2 separate regions of the Mus musculus genome follow, and region 2 is linked to region 1. A link is a contact called in public Hi-C data. All regions are on one chromosome and are shown on one strand. Each heading gives the region's core, a stretch centred on a gene start, on an enhancer-like site or on the middle of the called end of the contact. The rest is flanking DNA. Distances are from core to core; before and after follow the strand shown. Region 1 overlaps Mapk10 (mitogen-activated protein kinase 10). Region 2 holds the start of Mapk10 (mitogen-activated protein kinase 10).

The links. Hi-C and Micro-C count contacts between places; a contact is called where the count stands out from the background.
Region 2: a Hi-C map of olfactory sensory neurons shows a contact between it and region 1, with 4 times the contacts expected there. The contact joins the promoter of Mapk10 here to the enhancer-like site in region 1. A contact is called at or near these places in 1 of 39 promoter capture datasets (hippocampal neurons), 4 of 484 Hi-C or Micro-C datasets (cerebellar granule neurons, cerebral cortex, neurons and 1 more), 2 of 115 datasets of contacts at active chromatin or transcription factors (PVALB interneurons and forebrain) and 1 of 9 other capture datasets (liver).

What each region holds. Positions count from the first base shown.
Region 1 is chr5:103,132,266-103,135,345 of GRCm38.p6, forward strand. All of the region lies in intron 2 of Mapk10 (mitogen-activated protein kinase 10), which reads right to left. Among named protein-coding and RNA genes, the nearest start is that of Mapk10, 78 kb to the right of the region's middle. Within about 2 kb of position 1,761, at least 14 of the 459 cell types and tissues checked have an H3K27ac peak or open chromatin away from gene starts, as enhancers often do. A contact at or near this core is called in PVALB interneurons and olfactory sensory neurons, where this site is marked.
Region 2 is chr5:103,209,649-103,212,969 of GRCm38.p6, forward strand. It overlaps Mapk10 (mitogen-activated protein kinase 10), which reads right to left and starts at 1,686. Exons shown (of 14, transcript NM_001081567.2): 1 at 1,242-1,686.

The DNA of each region.
Region 1 (3,080 bases), core at 511-3,010:
CAGTTCAGCTCCCCATAAAAGTATTTCTTAGACACTTTTGAGCATTTTCTTCACAGTGTGAGCATCTGGAAGGATAAAGTTTGACTTGTCTCCCTCTTTCTGGTGAGCTTAAGACTAGACTATGACTCCATGACATAATTCCCTGCTTCTTAGAGATACAAGCCATTTTATTATTCTTTAGATAATGACAGTTGGCATGCATGTGCTGGTCTGTACCTGATTGGCTGTGGATAAGGTAAAATGACCTCTCTTCTTGCAATGTGTTTAGCATGTTGCGCAGGATCCCTGGAGTGCAACTGACGGCTTAGTCATGACAGAACTATATTGCTCTGTTCCACCTTCTCTGCATAGAGAGTCCTCTGTCTCGCCATGAGGCTTAGTGTTTAATTGAGGAAACTCAACCCTGATTACTAACATTAGGAAAAACATTCTAATTTTCACAAAACCTAGTTAATGTCTATATAATAAGTCCAAGAGCGTCTCTAGAAAGCCACATAGACTATGTCATGTAAACCAAAAAAAAAAAGTACAGGCTAAGAAAGAAAACTTTAATATAGTATATCAATATCTCATCAGCATTGATGAATGGAAAGCTCAAACTTCTAATAAGAGATTCTTTGACACTAGCTCTGGAACATTCCAAATAGCACAGTGGGATGCCTTAGACAAACGCCAACTCTTCCAGAAAGAGTGTAAGGTTCTTGTGAACCACAAGAGGCAGTAGTGAGCCAGACCCGCAGCAGATAACATTCCCAGAAGGCGAGCGATGTTAGCGCTGACTCATCATGATAGCATTCTGGGAAAGCACTGTTGAGCTGTGGTGTTGAAAGACTGAACACCTGTAAGATGTGGGACCTAGGTAGCTGGTCTTGTACAATGGATCAAAGAAGGCTTTCACAACGCTTTGTAAAAAACTAAAATAAAAAGCCCTTCTTTGGAGGGTAGTTGTTTGTAATTGCTTGAAGATTGCCAAAGAAAGACACTTCACATCTGTTTTTCTACTCTTGTGTGAAATGAGGACCCTTTCTCAGACTGTGAACTGCAAAATACCGCTGTCTCAGGAGACGCTGCTTTTACTCCAGGGGATAAAACTGCTGTTACCTGATCGCATAAATCTGGGCATTTCTCTCCTGTAGTTTTACAAGGTAGATTAGCATATTAAATACTGTGAAAACCACCATAATTAACAAACAGAATTAAACAAAACCTCCACCCTTCCTGGTCAGGGACCCCCTTCCTTTCTCCTGCACCCATTCATTGATGAGAGTAATAGACCAACTGTTCACACGTTGGGTAGGCAGGTTTTTGTGCTACTTTATTACAGGATTTAACCCTCCTGCAGACCATGTGAAGAACAAACGCCCTGTTTGTTTCTCATCATGACAGACTCATCGCCATCACGTTTAAGCTGACCAAATGGGCTTAGAGGAGCTAGGCAGCTCAGCCAAGGAAAGACTGCTCACACGGGAAGAGATTGAAGGTGAAAGTGCCAGCCTCTATGCTCTACTCTGCCTCCCCATTGGTCCCTGGTGGCACTGAGCATGCGCAGTCCATCACTCCCTCGGGAAGCTTACTGCTTTCCTGTCAGCTGTCCTTACCCTTCTGGGGAACTCTCACCCCTGGGTGTGCTGCGTGAACATTCCCAGATCTTCACCCTTCCTGTCATCGTTGCATCGGCTTTGCTGTCTGTTTTGCAACATTTCTCCCGTTGGCTTTCACAGAGCCCAGTGCCTCAGTCTATTCTTCTAAAGCAGCTAAGATACCCCAGGTTATTTTAAGGTATAGACAGCATGACGAAAGTGACGTCCTTTCAATGATGTATACACATTCCCAGTAAACATTTTTGATGACGCTAATCATCATCTCTGTTATTGTTGCCGTTATGCAGAATAGATACAGTCAAAAGATTATGGATTTGTTTTCAAGTATCTTTGGATCTTTATTTCTACCAAGGATGGGGAGAGTCCAAAGGCTGAAGAGAAACAGAAGGAAACATACCATCTCTCAGAAACACGGCTGTTTCTATTTTTCAGTAGGGGCTATAGACTGATGTTTTTCTCAGCTTTATCTCCATGGCCTTGCAATAAGCAGGAGAACCTTGAAACCTAGCAAAACAACGTAGGCAGCCCTGGCTGTGGTGTCTGTGGCTTTTCATGTTTTCCCTTTGCTTTTTTAGGCATGTGAGATGGAAAGCAAAATGAACTCATTTGGGATAAGGCAGCCAAGTATTGTTCAATACAATCTGCATATTCTGAAAACATCTTACATTTTGTCTTAGTTCTTTACTTAAAATCCACGGAGCATTACTTACCTGACCAGAGCAATTCTATGCATCTAGTGCCATTTCATTCATAAATTTGAAAGCAGAGTAGAATGTGCGTGGTTTACCTGTAGTACCAGGTAAGGTTCTTAGAGAAACAGAAGCAAGGGCAGTGTGGATGAAGGTGCAGATGCATGTGGATGCAGATGCAGATGCTGGCCTGGACATAAAACTGGGGGGATTTAATGTAGGAACTGGCTCCTATGATTACAGCACCCAAAATAAAAGTCTTACACCCGCTTCTCCAAGCTGGAGAACCAGGAGAGCCAGTGGTGTGACATAGTCATAGCTCAAAGACCTAAGTTACAGGGAAGCCAGTGTGTAAGTCCCACTTCAAGCCTCCAGTCCGGACAGGGTGCTGCTGACCTCAAGAAGAGATGATCATATCCCAGTTCAAGCCAAGAACCCTTCCCCTCCGCTCTGCTTCTGAAGGCGCTGCGGCGCACCCAACAGCTCTCCCAGACTGCCGGCCTCAGTCAGCCCTGCCTGGATCACTGCCAGGCTTTGGATCGGACACTGATTCATCTCCGGCTTGAAGAAGAGTCACGTTTCAATGCTCACAGTCAGCTATTGGATGGATCACAGGGCCCCCAATGGAGGAGCTAGAGAAAGTACCCAAGGAACTAAAGGGAACTGCAACCCTATAGGTGGAACAACATTATGAACTAACCAGTGCCCCGGAACTCTTGACTCTAGCTGCATATGTATCAAAAGATGGCCTAGTCAGCCATCACTGGAAAGAGAGGCCCATTGGACACGC
Region 2 (3,321 bases), core at 436-2,935, 77 kb after region 1:
AACCCATCCAGGATTGGCAAAAGCAGCATTAGAAAGAGGCAGAAATTGGGCAAAAGAAAGTGGTGCCTGGTAACGGCAGCCTTCCTTCACTCCCGGCTGTGGCCTGTCCCATATGACTTAGCCTGTGTTCATGAAAGTTATCTCCGTCACACAGACACATCGCTCTGCAGCAAACGCAGAGCATGTAAACAACCTTGTGGCTGCTTCAAAACCTAGTGCCCTGGGGTAAGCCATTCCTTTCTGTGGCCAAATTGCAATGCCCTTGAAAGTTATCTGCAGAAGAGAGTCAAAGCAGCACCTAGGTCCTTCTATTTAAATGTCGGAAGGAAAAGGATATGTATTTTTTTCCTTGAAATATCCATAACCTGATTTACTTGGAGGTTTTTCAAATAAAGCACTCTTATTCTCTGAAGCACAAACACATAAATTCTGATAACTGTATCATCAAGCTCCTTTCCAATGACAGCTTTTTTTTTTCTTTCTGAAAATGCTCTGACATTTCTAGGGGACACAGTATCTCAGCACTGAATACCTGGGAACCTTGCCATAGAAAAATGCTGCCTGCTGTGACTGAGAGATCACTTTCTTAAAGGGACCTTCACCTGGGTGGCTGCGGTGCCGCCGGTGTTTGCTCCTTTCCCTGGTCTGTTCCCTGTCCTGTGTTCCTGTCTGCAGCCCAAATTTAGCTCAGGGTCTTTCTACAAGAGGAACATAGTTTCTAATATTTTGGTAAATACCTCTAAACTGCAAGAATGTATTCTAGAATATTTAAAGTTAAACCGGTCTGGAAATAAACATTTATGTTTACTAATAACATTTTTGAATGTTTTATGAGACCCATAGCATTTCTCAGTTAAAGTGAGATCCAGACTCCTCTCTCTCTCTCTCTCTCTCCTCTCTCTCTCTCTCTCTCTCTCTTTCTCTCTCTTTCCTCTCCCCCCTTACCCCCCTCGTGTGTGTTTCTCTTACTCTGCCAAGTCATAACAATAATGGTCTGTCCCACCTTCTAGAATTCTTCACTCCAAACAGAAAGATTTTAGCCTCCATCTGAGAAGAGATGCTTTGCCCAGAGAGAAACACCAGTTTTCTGCCTCACAGATAGTACACTTGATTAAACCGGCTCTCCAACACCATCACTTCCTACTTTCTCATGCTCTCTCCCATTCCACCAGGAACGATGACAGATATCATCCACCCTCCCAAACCAGGTTAGAACCCAGAATGAGCAAGGAGCCACCTACCATTCCGTGCCTGAGAACTAGGATCCTGGTCCGGCTGTTTGCCCCAGAAATCCTCCCTACTGGGTAGTCATTAGCCACATTCCAAACCGGAGTAAGGAGCAGAGTCTTTGGAGGTGTAGCGATTGTTTAAAAATAATAACAGACAGGTGATTTCCAAGAAGACCCAATCTTTAGCTCACTCAAGCCCCTAGTAATTGAGGAGTGAGGAGGAAAAAGGAAATTTGTAAAAATGAAAATAGAAAAAAAAAAGGGTAAGCATATAAGAAGCACCACCCACCCCCCATAAAAATAAACTGAGACGACGAGGAGGCTTAAGAGAAGAGAGAGCGGCTTGCTGAATCACCCTCTCACTGCCTGGAAACCATTGTGCAGCGGGAGGCTGCCTGTACCATTGTGGAACCTACCAGAGGAGACGGACAGAGGGCTTGGGGAATGGGGTTGCTATGGCAACTGAAAGGAGCACACATGACGTCAAAGCCCAGAGAGGTCTAGGGAGGGGTAGGAGGAGGAAAGAGAAAAAGGAAAAAGTCTATCTGTGGCTACAGCTACCTCGTTTTCTGGCAAAATGAGAAGCAGGCTTCGGAACTTGGCAACCAAAATATGCGAATTCAGCGTGCGGGGGGGGGGGGGTGGTGGGGGTGGTAGGGGGGGTGGAATTCTGCACGAAGCCAAAGAGCATCCTCCCTGCTGCTCCAGCTCTGCACAGCACCAAGGGCAGATCAAACAGCCATTGGGAAGCCAGTCACCCCGGATTTTCAACTACCTCAGCTTTTTACAAACAGCGAAGGAAGGCAGAGGTGTACCATCTCTCTGAATGTGAAAACAAACAAGAGATGAATTCAACCTCAGAAGAGATGCAAGATTGGACCTGCGTCTGGACCATAGAGGTCATTTGTCCAACCCCATTTCTTCTTAGTCTCCCTATTTTTGTACAAACCCTGCATAAATATCCGCTAAAGCAAACTGGCTAGACCGGTATTTATAGTGCAGTTTAAGGTAGAAAGAAACTACTGACAATTTGAGTTAATAAATTAAGGGTACTGTGGTATTCTTTTTCTGGTTTCAGAAAATTCCATGGGAAACTAATACAAATTGAATTTACTACATATCTAATTTTTAAGCAAATTTTCTGACTTTGCTATATGAAATTTTAAATCATGTATATATGTGTGTGTGTGTGTGTGTGTGTGTATAGATATAGATGATATAGATATGGATGATATAGATATAGATGGAATGATCCCTAGAGTACTTTCACTATTAAAATGTTTACCAAAACAATTTTCACCTTATTTCACATATAGCATCATTTCAATACATATTTTGAAAGTAATCCTAGTCTTTGGACTTTTCAAGCTACACAATTAGATTCAATGCTGGTTTTTCTCAAACATCTTTTAGATGGGTTTCCATCTATTGAACCAAAGTGATGCTAAAATTCATGTTTTCACACCGTGCTCTGGAACTGGCCCACTGACTTGAGCGAGGAGCCCCTGTCCCTCTGCCGTAGGGTTATGAGTAAGGTTAAACAGGTGTAAAGCCAGCAGAGATGGCGGACCCTGCGATGCATCATGAGATCCTGAGGGACCACATCGAGTTTTCAGTCCCCGAGATGTTTTACCCGAGAAGAAAGCCCAGAAAGGAAAAGTTGTGTGAGCTCTCGCTCTACAACTCCCAACATGTTGTTGGTTGTTTCTGTGTTCTGAATTCAAGTCCCATGAGAACCAGTAGCTGACTGCTAATTTTTACTCTCCACTTGGGTCTACTTATACATTATGACTGCCTGGTATAAACTATGGATGAACAGCCAAGCAACTTCACAGTAGACAGCTTCTAAATTATTGGTCTAAATGTCCTTCCTTTCCTCTGCTTCTCTCTCTCCACCTTTTCTGTGCTAGGAACCAGAGGTCAAGGCCTACATATGCTAAGCCAGCCCTGTGCCACCATGCAGCATCCCCAATGTGTTTCCATGGCAAAGTCAATCCCAATAATGACATTGACAAGGAAACACTGGACTTCGGCTCTTACCTTGCACTCTGAACAAATACTAAAGCAAGAGAAGTTATATGCCACAACATGA